Regions from separate parts of the Arachis hypogaea genome. Here region 1 is linked to region 2. A link is a contact called in public Hi-C data. All regions are on one chromosome and are shown on one strand. Each heading gives the region's core, a stretch centred on a gene start, on an enhancer-like site or on the middle of the called end of the contact. The rest is flanking DNA. Distances are from core to core; before and after follow the strand shown. Region 1 holds the start of LOC112770780 (glyceraldehyde-3-phosphate dehydrogenase GAPCP1, chloroplastic). Region 2 has its middle 19 kb from the start of LOC112771912.

The links. Hi-C and Micro-C count contacts between places; a contact is called where the count stands out from the background.
Region 1: a contact with region 2 is called in a Hi-C map of an unstated tissue, with 10 times the contacts expected there. The contact joins the promoter of LOC112770780 here to the enhancer-like site in region 2. A contact is called at or near these places in 3 of 8 Hi-C or Micro-C datasets (leaf and an unstated tissue).

The regions. Positions count from the first base shown.
Region 1 is chr18:95,973,818-95,979,986 of arahy.Tifrunner.gnm2.J5K5, reverse strand. It overlaps LOC112770780 (glyceraldehyde-3-phosphate dehydrogenase GAPCP1, chloroplastic), which reads right to left and starts at 2,062. Exons shown (of 14, transcript XM_025815184.3): 1 at 1,573-2,062; 2 at 289-383; 3 at 103-170; 4 at 1-18. The coding sequence starts at 1,629.
Region 2 is chr18:95,771,366-95,778,259 of arahy.Tifrunner.gnm2.J5K5, reverse strand. It overlaps the pseudogene LOC112770175. Among protein-coding and RNA genes, the nearest start is that of LOC112771912, 19 kb to the right of the region's middle. Within about 2 kb of position 2,514, at least 2 of the 3 cell types and tissues checked have open chromatin away from gene starts, as enhancers often do.

The DNA.
Region 1 (6,169 bases), core at 813-3,312, 200 kb before region 2:
TCCCAGAGCTCCTTGATTCTAAACAGACCAAAGCCAAGTAAGAATCAAGAAATTGCATGATAATTACTCTATTCTACACACTTACAATTGCCATATTCTTACTCTGTACGGGAAGAGGGATTTCAGTTGCTGTTGCTTTGATAGGCTGGAGACTTCGGGCATTGCAGTTTCTGTGGAAATAACAATACATCAGGATCACAAATAGCAAAACTACATACTACTGAAGGACCAGAAAGGGGGAAAGGAGAAAAAAGAAGAGCCCTAAGTGAAAAGTTCAAGCCACTCAACTGTAACACTATAGATTCACATGGAATTGAAGTTCCAAATATTCCATTCTGTAACTTGTTCGCCTTTAAATTGCAAAAGGAAACATTGCCTGAAACCTGAATCACACGTAGAGATACATTAATCAACTGTTTTACTGAGAAAATACAGTAAATATACATTCACACATGGAATGCAGTATCCCTGACATTATCAGAGGAAAAGAAAAGTGTTCTTGGTTTGCATTATATGCTTGTTATCTTCCACTGGATGCTTTCCTTAATAATTATAAAAACGTCACCGTTCCTTATGTTCTCAAACTTCTGTCAACAAGATGGCCAATTAAGTGACAAGAAGATGAAACTAAGAAGGCATTTTGGTAGCAAAATGAAAAATTATCAACCGAAATTGCACAAAACAAGTCAAAATGATCTCTAAGCTTCTAAACAATTAGAGGGAAAGCACTTGGCAGGGAATTAACCCAGCTCATAAGTTATATTCAACTTGATTCATAAAGATTTCAATATAAAGTGTCATAGCTCATGAGTCCAAGTTGAGCTTTACTACTATATTCGACTTATTAGCACTATGATTGGTAATAATATTCCTGTTAACATTAGCGACACTATGCTGTGTATCTAACTTGAAGTCATGAACTATCTCATTTAGTGCTTAAACTCCTATGAAGTTTTCAGTACCTGAGATCAAACAAAAAATTAGGCTCATTTCTTTACCGAATCAGCTCAACTGGAGTCACTCAGTCACTTCCACCAAAATAAAAAACTCAACAGCAGAAAACTGATCTGCACTAATCGTTTAAAAAAGAGTCGGCTCAAAGAATCATCTTATCTTTGTAATAATTATTATTACACATTTTTTTAAATTTAAACAAAAAAAAAGTTCTGAATAGACATCAGCTCAAGCAAAGAGGAAAAAGACAAAAGAAAATATCAGATACCAGCTTTCAGTGTAAACTGTAAATCATTCAAAGCATTGAAAACAAAGCACTGTCATGGTTACAATCCAGGAGTCAACAGCATAAATTTCTTCAACATCTCTCATAATCACAAGCGGAACACCACGCAGAAAATAAAAATTAAACACGAAATAAAAAGCTGCAGCTACTTTTCCTTCTCCTCTGTTTTCTTCTTAATCAGAGGCAAGCGAATTTCAAATTAAGTTTAACTAAAAGTCAAAACAAAAAAAGTTTCCCGCCCCGTTTCCTGAGAAAAAGCAGGAAAAACAGACAACCGAAGAAAATGAAGGAAACGGAACGTTAAGAAGGTCGAAGACGGAGAAGAGAGAGACCTTGACGCGATCGGAGGGAGAGAGGAGCGCAGATCTGAGAATGGAAGAAGCGGCCATTGGAGAGAATAGAAAACCCTAAAGCCGGAAGAAAGAGAAGAATGGAGGCTCGCGCTCTCTTTCTTTCTTTCTGTGTGTGAGACAGTTTTTGCACCAACAACCAAGAACACTAGTATAATATGGAAAGAAAGAAAAAGAGAGAGAAAATTTTCAATAGTAGAGAATAATATATGTGCGAAATGCGAATAATATGGTGCGTGTTTTTATTTTTTTTATTTTTTAGTTTTCCTTTTTTTAATGCAATTTTCTTTAGCCAGCGGAGGTTCTGAGGAGAAACGGGGAACCTACTAGCTACGAGTCTACGACAGGTCTATTTATCTCTCAAACGTTGCCATTGGGGTCGTTCATAGATGGAGACTGGGTTTTAACCTATGAAGCATCACATAGAATTCGATGGTTGCACATTTCGATGATTAACACTTTGTTTGAACGTGGGAAAGAAAATAAGAGGAAAAAAATAAAAAATTAAGTTATTTGTGTGCTATTTGAATTAATAAAAAATAAATAAAAAAAATTTTTATTTAGATAGAAATAAAAAAAATTATAATAATATAAAATTATATTAATATTTTTATTATAAAATAAAGTATAAATATTTTTATTTATTCATGTTTTATTATATTTTATAAATATTATAAAATATTATAATGTTATATATTTGATTTAAATTATTTATCTAATATATAATGTTTAAATATGAATCTCTATTATAATAATATATTAAAACTAAATTTATATTAATAATTGTTAATAATAATATAACTAAAGGTAGAGTTGAAATTCATTTTGGCCCCTGAAACTTTTGACCAGCCTCAATTTTGACCCCCAAATTTATAGTTATCCAATTAACACTCTCAAATATTAGATTGTGACTCATGTTTGTCCCTGTAGCTATCTCCATTAACGGAGATCTGATATGGCACGTTAAGTTGACAGAATGTATATCCACGTGGCACCCAGCTTGCTAGAATGGATGTGTGATGAGTGAATGACGTGGCAAAAGTTGAATGAACTCAATTTTTCTGGCAAAGTCTCGAACATATTGGGAAAAGAGGGCTGTAAATTGAGTTCATTTAACTTTTGCCACGTCATTCACTCATCACACATCCATTCTAGCAAGTTGGGTGCCACGTGGATACACATTCTGTCAACTTAACGTGTCATATCAGATCTCCATTAATGGAGATAGCTACAGGGGCAAACGTGGGTCACAATCTAATATTTGAGGGTGTTAATTGGGTAACTATAAATTTGGGGGTCGAAATTGAGGCCGGTCGAAAATTTCAGGGGCCAAAATGGGTTTCAACTCACTAAAGGTAGTATTGAAAATACAAAAATATAACACTTTTTTTTTGTTTTTTGTTTATGATGGAAAGAAATTTTTTTTAGTGGGAACCACACAAAAAAAATTCTTTCTATTTCTTTTGATAATCAAACAAATAAAAATATCATTTTTCATTTATTTTCTTTCCATTCATTTTCTTTCCACTCATTGTCTATCAAACCAAACATAGTATAAATGATTTAGTAATAAAACACATTTTTTTAATTTTTAATAATTGATAAATAGTTTTTATTTAATTTTAGTTATAACTTAATCCTTTATATTATTTAATTATAAAATCTATCCCGTATTTTATTAATTATTATTTTATTATTCATCTATCATGTTTATTAACAATTAAAAATAAAAATAATAATAAAATAGATCTTTCATTAATCGTGACTTCCATAAATATCTTGACAGTGCGAATCAACGAATTTTTTATCCTTAATCCGTTACATCTATAAACATTATGAAAATCGTATTTCTTAGCAATTCAATTGTTTGAATGGCGCACGACAATATAGATTTTTTGAAAATTCAATCGATTGGAGATCTAAAACAATCGATTGAATTGCGCTATAGAATGTGAGTTTTTTCTTATTCAATCGATTGGTAGTGTTACCTAATTGATTGAATTTCGCAAAGCGATAAAGGTATTTATCTTATTCAATCGATTGTCATAGTGTTAAACAAAAATATTATTTTTATAAGAAAATGATGAAAAAAATAACTAGTCATATACTCATATGGTAATGTTTCTGTATATAATATCTACATTTATTTTAATTAAAATTCGATCATCTAACAGTTTGGTTATTTATTAGAATTTTTTGAATTGACATCAAGCAAAGAGTACGGGACAGTTACGGATGCCATTCAAATTTTTCAAAAACGATATACAAAGGGTAATTGTCACTTGATATTAGGTTAGTCTATAAAAAAAATAAAGAGTGTAAAGTATGATCTCTAACCCTTCATTGCTCTCTCTCATATTTATTCTTGGTCCCACTTATAAAATTGATGGTAGGAGATCACACTTTACTTCCTCAATTGTTAAAAAAATTGAGAGGATCCATTCTCAGTCTATAAATAGTGTTTTAGAAACACATTGTAGGCAGTTCACTTCTTTTGGAAAATACTTAGAAATACAAAACGCTCTCAGCCCTTGGACATCACAGAATAAAATTGAGAATCTTACATAATTTCTCTTAACTCCAACACCTGTCATTTGTTTTTTTCAGTTTTTATTAATAAAATTTCTCTACTTTTACTTGTTCTTCTCTTTTACGTTTATGTTTCTTTCTTCATCTTCTCTTTAATTTTTTGTTTGTTTTAATTTGTGTAATTTACTTTGCCTTCGACACCTTACATTTCTTTTTTTATTTGTTACTTTCAATCCTTTTTAATTCTTATTGACGATACAATTGCGACATTGAGATACCCACATTTTCTTTTAAACATTAACAAAATTTGAGTAAAACAAATTGGCACGCCCAGTGGGACATTGTCAATATATTATAATTTGTCAAAAAAATCAGGAGTTTTGAATTTGTATGTGGTTACGTAGTGGAAAGATTGTGTTTCCAGAGACTAAGGAATCAACGTCAATTGACATGCCAAATACATCTACAGCATCTTCTTCTACTTCCAGCGATAAGACTAGAGGAAATGAGTCTGCGAATTCTCCCGTGATTTCAAATGCAGAGCCTACCTTGCTGTCAGTGAGGCATGATGGTGTTGGTCATGTCCATCCAGGGTTAAATGCAACTCACATAAATACTGTGGAGTGGTCGCCTTATGGCTTGCCACCGGGGTATATCCCCCCATGGTGACACAGGGATTGCATGTGCCTCTCTACTCAACTTTTCAAAATCCACTTTATCAAAATTCATATGGCATGTCAAATATACCTATTTCTAGGATCAGGTTCACATATATCACAACAAAACTTTTCACATGCTATTAATACAGAAAATAACAGTGCATCTAATTCTAATACACCTACTGTTATTAGGGTAAAAAATTTCAAGCCTGTGTTTTCTGACATGTCAAGAGCAATACATGTTAATCAACCTAGTCAAAGTATCGAATCTTTAGCAAATATTAGGCAACAGATAGATGAAAGCCATCATGATCTAGTAAACATGTTAACTCATCAAATGGTGACAGTTTTAAATCCTCTTTTAGAAAACACAAACACTAAAATTGAACAATTAAATAGGTAGGTTAATAGAATTGCTACTGTGGCAAATTTAGAAGAAAATAATAACCATGGTTTAGAACTTCATAATGTCAACCAAAATGGTGGAGCAATTTCTAATTATGGCATTCACATGCCTAGACATGGTCAAAATACTGATGATATGTTGGAAAGACTTAGGCGAAACAACTTAGGAGGCATTATAATCTAACTAGGAATGTCGAACAAGTTTTAAACCATTTTAGATTTAATGTTGGTTGCTTAAATAAGTCATATTTTATGTCTGCTTTTCCTGAATGTGTCTAACAAGCAAAGCTTCCAAAGAGTTGAAAAATTCTAAAATCCCTTACAAAATTTCTGGAGAAAAAAATGAGTCTACAGTAGAGCATATTGCTCGATATACTGTTGAAATTGAGGAAGCAGGTTCTAATGAATATCTCAAGATGAGATATTTTCTTTCTTTTTTAACAAAAAATGCATTTACGTAGTTCTCCAACTTGAGACCAATTTTCATTCATTCTTGGGCGCAATTAGAAAGAAATTTTCAAGATTAATTTTTCTGAGGTGAATTGAAAGTTAGCCTTACAGATTTATTCTCTGTCAAACGTGCATATTGGGAAATAAGCCTTACTAATGGATTAGAATTTGGAGTTAGAAAAATTTGTTAATCAACATACTTTAGACCTTTTCCAGTTAGCTGAGAGAGTAAGACAAATAGAGCAAATTAAGAAAGAAAAAAAAAATTTCAAAAAAGGTTCTAAAAAGATTGCATATGTTTATTATTTTTCGATAGTAGTAATTCAGATGAAAAAGAAGTTTATATTGCTGAATTACGTGGGGTCCTCTTTATGTATGCAAATCTTTGAAACCTGTTAAAGGAAAAGAAAAGTTTCTTCATATTCCAAAATTAAAAATAAGACTTATTCTTTTGATATTTCTAAGAAAAATCAAATATTTGAAGTTTTATTAAAAGATAAGCAGCTTATTTTACTGGAAGGAAAAAAGATGCCTTC
Region 2 (6,894 bases), core at 1,265-3,764:
TGAGGTTGATATTGTTGATAATTTGGATAATAATTTTTTATTGATTTTGATTTGTTCGGTCTAAAATTAAAGAATTACTTGCATTTGATTTGATTGGACTGTTCTAATTATTCAGTGATATGTCTCTATAACACTTTGAATTTTGAATTGCATCTTTGATTGTGTATCATGTTTGCATAATTCTAAAGTAACAATTCAGCTAAAAGATTACTGATTCTGTTCAGACATAATAAAAAATCTTAAAAGGCAAGAAAGCAAGAAAACCTGCAACACCCCCATTTTCAAGATGCTGGCTGGAACTCCGTTTGGTGCAAGGCTCTTTGCTGAAGAAGGTTCTAGAAGCAATCAGGGAGCTCGTGAACGATGCGAACTTCGATTGCTCTGCGGCTGGGTTCTCACTCCAGGCCATGGACTCGAGCCACGTTGCTCTCGTGGCGGTCCTACTGCGGTCCGAAGGGTTCGAGCACTACGGTGCGACCCAACATCTCGATGGGGATGAATCTCAACATGGCCAAGATGCTACGGTGCGCCGGAAATAATGACATCATCACTGTCAAGGGCGATGACGGCAGCGACACCGTCACTTTCATATTCGAGTGCCCAAGTACTATTCATTTTCCCAAGAAATCTTGATTTCAATTTTCATTTTAATTTTGTCCGATTATTTCTAGGGTTTTATATCTGCATGGTTCATTTTCCTGTTTCTGTTTGATCTTTAGTTGCTAATTTTGATATGGTATTATTTTAATTCGTTAAACTTTTTATTGACGCTTAGGATTCTTTCTTGCTAGAAAACTGTACTGGAAAGGGAAGACCTATTACATTGTTTTTTGTGTGTTTGAAAGTTTAGTATTCTGCAAGGGGATGAGAGGCATGATCTTGATTCTGTAGTTGATATGAGTTCAGTTGTTAATGAATTGCTACAAAATTTAGTGTTTGGTGATTGGATTTCTAGGATTGTAAAAATTTATATGCAGGAATTAAGCTTTAGTGTTTAATTTCAAGCAAGATAGTGTTCAGCTGTGTTTCTTTCATGTATTGGAATCTGTTTCTGGTAGTGCAGCTGTTAATATTACATTTTGATTCAAGATCTGAATTATGAAGTTTTGGATATTGAAAATATTTGTAATCTGACTATTCTTTTTTTTTTTTTCTGTTTATGTCCTGAAGCACAAGATAAAATTTCTGATTTTGAGATGAAGTTGATGGATATCGACAGTGAGCACCTTGGAATTCCTGAGGCAGAGTACCATGCCATTGTTAGAATGCCGTCTACCGAGTTTGCTAGGATTTGCAGTATTGGTGACACTGGTAATTTGCTTTGCTATGAATTTTCGGGGGTTTTATGGTTCTCTTTTGGAAGTTAATAGTTTAGCTGAAACAATTTGTTCAGTGAGCGATAAATATTGTAGTTGTCATTTCCGTTACTAAGGAAGGTGTAAAGTTTTCCACAAAAGATGATATTGGAACTGCAAACATTGTCTGCAGGCATAACTCTTCTGTGAACAAGGTAACAGAGATTTATTTGTTCTTTTTTAATCATAACTTTATTGTTTGTACAATTTAGTTCTCGTATAATTTGAAATACATACTGATTGATATTGCAGCCTGAAGAAGCCACTACTGTAGAGATGAATGAGCCTGTGTCCTTGACATTTGCATTGCGGTACATGAACTCTTTCACAAAGGCAGCACCATTGTCTAACCAAGTTACCATCAGTCTTTCAAATGAGCTTCCAGTTGTGGTTGAATACAAGATTGCTGGACGGATGGATTCATAGCTTCCAGTTGTAGAATTTGAAAAATTACTGAGTACTTCTCAGTAAAAAATTTAGTTGCCCCCACTCCCAAAATAATTTTGACCCCACTCCCAAAATTGAAATCCCTAAGCCGTAACCTTCTCCTTCTCTCCTGTCTAAGTTTTTGTCTCTGCTATCTTTCTCCCCCTCGCGTAACCCTTCTTCTCCAGTTCTCCCCCTCGCGGCCTCGAGTAACTGGCTAACTGCACAGCTCGCCACCCACCTCGGCACCTCCTGATCTGTCCGCAATCCGCGTCACTGTCGCAGAATCGTCGACGCCGTTGGCTTGTCGCTGGCTTGCTGTCCCGGTGTCTCCTGACCTGACCTGCCCTGCTCGCTTGCTTCGCTGACTCGTCGCTGGCTGCTTGGCTCGTTGCTCGGTCATCGCCTCTCGCAGTCTCGCCACTCGCCTCTTGCCACTCCGTCGTCTCTGCCGCTCTGCCTCTGCGTCTCTCTCTCTCTCGTTCTCGCCTCTCCACTCTCCAGTGAGAATTGATTTTATCAATTTAGAAATAAGAATTTGAATAATTGATTAATTATTGTGATAATGTGATTCTGTGAAACTGTGTATCTGATGCTGTTTGAATAATTGGATCATTGGATTTGGATGATTTGTTTGTGTATATTTATGTATAATTGAATTAAGATAGGGTCACTCTAGTCTACAGATTGTAGATATACAGAGATGTATAGTTCATCAACACGTGTTGTGGATGTGTGGTGTCAGGAAGCAGGTTGATAGCACTGTTACATCTGCAAGGCTTGGTAGAGGTTTAGCTTAGGCGGCTTTTCTTTTTGTGTAACGGGATTTTTTTGGGTCGTCTCTATCCAGCTGCTTGTTGGGCTCTTTGGGCTTACTTATAAGATTGTATGGCAAGGGTCAATTTGTGTTGGGACTGGAGGAAAAATTTGTTTGAAATAGCTGCTATTAGAATATTGTTGATACTTCATATTTCTATTTCGAAGGGAAAAAAAAGAACATTATTCATGTGTTAATAATGGTGACATCTACATAATAAGTGTTGTGAAATAAAAGATATATATATAATAAAGTTGTATAAATAGAAGACTCTAGTATTAAAATAATTAGCTCAATAATAATTTATATATATATAATAAAATTATATGTTGTATTGTGTATATATATACAAAGATAGAAAGAAGTATTAAAAATAAAGAGAGAGAGAATCGCATTTGTTTATTGTTGCAATCTCAATATAATAAAGATGGTTAATATTGCTATTAATATTATATGCAAAGAGTAATAGAAAATAGAATTTAAAATACTTATAAAATAAAAGAAGAGAAAGAATTGTAGTAAAAATATAAGGAGAAGAGTATTTGATTGCAGCATAAAAGAGGAGTGATTTTGTTATTTGCTTGTGTTGTATCACGTACAGAGGTTTAGCCTCTATTTATACAAGTTCAAGGTTCACATTTTCAAAGGTTGGAAAGCATGCACCGCACATTCTTAAATGCATGTACTTTCCAAGAGTGCTTGCTGAGTAGACATAGAATGGATATGGACATCCATATCGTAACACTCCCCCTTGGATGTCCATTTAGGATTATTGCCTCGTTAAAACCTTACTAAAGGAAAACCCTGTGGGAAAAACCTTAGTGAAGGAAAAAGAGTACAATATCCTTTGTAATGGGGACTGCCTCATTAAAAATCTTGTCAAGAAAAACCCAATGGGAAAAAACCTGACCAAGGAAAAAAGAGTACAGTCTCCCCCTCTTGCCGACATCATTTAATGTCTCGAAATCGGCGCATCCCAACCTCATGTACCAATCTTTCAAAGGAGGATTTTGGGAGTGACTTTGTAAATAAATCTGCCAGATTGTCACTTGAACGGATCTGTTGGACATCAATTGTCCCTTGATTTTGAAGGTCATGAGTGAAGAAGAATTTGGGAGAAATATGTTTTGTTCTATCACCTTTGATGTAACCCCCCTTAAGTTGAGCAATGCATGCTGTATTATCTTCAAACAGGACAGTAGGAGCTATCTTATGATCAATTAGTCCACATGATGACAGAATATATTGAATCAGACTCCTCAGCCAAAAACATTCGCGACTAGCTTCATGAATCGCCAGTATTTCAGCATGATTAGAGGAGGTTGCTGCTATCGTCTGTTTCGTGGACCTCCATGATATAGCTGTACCACCATATGTGAATAGGTATCCTGTTTGAGACCTCCCTTTATGTGGATCAGACAGGTATCCGGCATCTGCATAGCCAACTAGTTGTGACTTGGATCCATAGGGATAAAACAATCCCATATCAACCGTCCCATGAAGATATCAAAAGATTTGTTTGATTCCACTTCAATGTCTTCTGGTTGGAGAGGAACTATATCTTGCTAGTAAATTCACAGCAAATGATATATCGGGTCACGTATTATTAGCAAGATACATTAGCGCTCCAATGGCACTAAGATATGGTACTTCAGGACCAAGGATATCTTCATTTTCTTCTTTAGGACGGAATTGATCCTTTTTCACATCCAAAGATCTTACGATCATTGGGGTACTTAATGGATGTGACTTATCCATATAAAATCTTTTCAAGATCTTTTCTGTGTATGTTGTTTGATGAATAAAGATCCCACTTTTTATATGCTCAATCTGCAGGCCGAGACAAAATTTAGTTCTTCCAAGATCTTTCATCTCAAACTCTTCTTTTAGAATTTTTATAATTGTTGGAATCTCTTCAGGAGTCCCAATGATATTTAAATCATCAACATACACAGCAATTATAACGAATCCAGATGCAGATTTCTTTATAAAAACACACGGACAGATATCATCATTCTTGAATCCGTTTTTGGCCAGATACTCAGTAAGACGATTATACCACATTCGTCCAGATTGCTTTAGACCATATAAAGATCTTTGCAATTTGACTGAGTATAACCCTTGCGAATATTCATTGGATGGTTTGGATATTTTTAATCCTTCTGGGACTTTCATATAGATATCCCGATCTAATGAGCCGTACAAATAGGCTGTTACCATATCCATTAAATGCATATGCAATTTATGATATGCAGATAAACTGACCAAATAGCGCAATGTTATCGCATCCACTACAGGGGAATACGTTTCTTCATAATCTATACCGGGCCTTTGTGAAAAATCTTGTGCCACAAGTCGAGCTTTGTAGCGCACAACTTCATTTTTCTCATTTCGTTTTCTCACAAATACCCACTTATATCCAACAGGTTTTACATCTTCAGGTGTACGGACTACAGGTCCAAAGACTTCACGTTTTGCAAGTGAATCTAATTCAGCTTTCATGGCTTCTTTCCATTTTGGCCAATCATTTCTTTGTCGACATTCTTCAACTGATCTTGGCTCAAGATCCTTACTTTCATGCATGATATCTAATGCCACATTATATGCAAATATTTCATTGACAATTGTCTTATTTCGGTCCCATTTCTCTCCTGTAAAGACATAATTTATCGAGATCTCGTCATTTTCACAATTTTCAGGTACCTGAACGTCTTCTGGCGTTATATCAGAATTTTGGACAACTGCCGGTGTCTTTACTATGTCTTTTTCAACAGGAATATTATTTACCTCTTTTCTCTTTCGAGGATTTTTGTCTTTGGAACCGACAGGCCTGCCACGCTTCTGGCGTGTATTTGCTTCCGTGGCTATTTGCCCTACTGGGACATCAATTCGAATTGGGGCATTTTCCGTCCTGCCACGCTTCTGGCGTGAATTTGCTTCAGTGGCTACTTGTCCTACTGGGACGTCAATTCGAATTGAGGCATTTTCCGCTGGTATGTAAGATTTGGTTATCCTCTTTGTATCGGAAAATGCATCAGGCAATTCATTTGCTATTCTTTGCAAATGTATAATCTTTTGAACTTCTAGTTCACATTGCCCTGATCGAGGATCTAAATGCATCAACGATGATGCATTCCAATTAAGTTCCTTTTCAGGAAGCTTATTCTCTCCCCCTAATGTTGGAAATTTTGATTCATCAAAATGACAATCCGCAAACCGGGCTTTAAACGCATCACCAGTTTGTATCTCAAGATACCTCACTATAGAGGGAGAATCATATCCAACATATATCCCCAATTTTCTTTGGGGTCCCATTTTGGTGCGATTAGGTGGTGCAATGGGAACATATATTGCACACCCAAATATTCTTAAATGGGAAACATTTGGCTGCTGGCCAAAAGCTAATTGCATAGGAGAGAATTGATGATAACTCGTTGGCCTCAAACGAATAAGTGCTGCGGCATGTAAAATAGCATGCCCCCAAACCGAGGTTGGGAGATTTGTTCTCATAAGTAAGGGTCTAGCAATTAATTGGAGGCGCTTAATAAGTGATTCTGCTAACCCATTTTGCGTGTGAACATAAGCTACTGGATGTTCAACACTTATTCCATTAGCCATACAATAAGCATCAAAAGCTTGGGAAGTAAATTCACCAGCATTATCAAGACGAATTGCTTTGATTGGATTTTCTGGAAATTGTGCTTTTAATCGAATAATTTGAGCCAATAATCTCGCAAACGCCAGGTTGCGAGAAGATAATAAGCACGCATGTGACCATCTCGAAGATGCGTCTATTAGGACCATAAAATATCTAAAAGATCCACATGGTGGATGAATAGGTCCACATATATCACCTTGAATCCTTTCTAGGAATTCAGGGGACTCAAATCCAATCTTTACTGGTGATGGCCTTAAAATTAACTTTCCCTGAGAACACACAGCACAACAAAATTCACTAGTTTTAAGAATCTTCTGGTTCTTTAGTGAATGTCCATGAGAGTTTTCAATAATTCTCCTCATCATGGTTGTTCCCGGATGACCCAATCTATCATGCTAAGTTATGAATTCATTTGGGCTAGTAAACTTCTGGTTTACAATGGCATGTGATTCAATTGCACTAATCTTGGTATAATACAACCCAGATGAAAGTGAGGGTAATTTTTCTAATATAACTTTCTTATTTGAATCATGAGTTGTGATACATAAATACTCATGATTTCCCTCATTCATTGTTTCAATATGATATCCATTTTGGCGAATATCTTTGAAGCTCAACAAGTTCCTCAGAGACTTGGT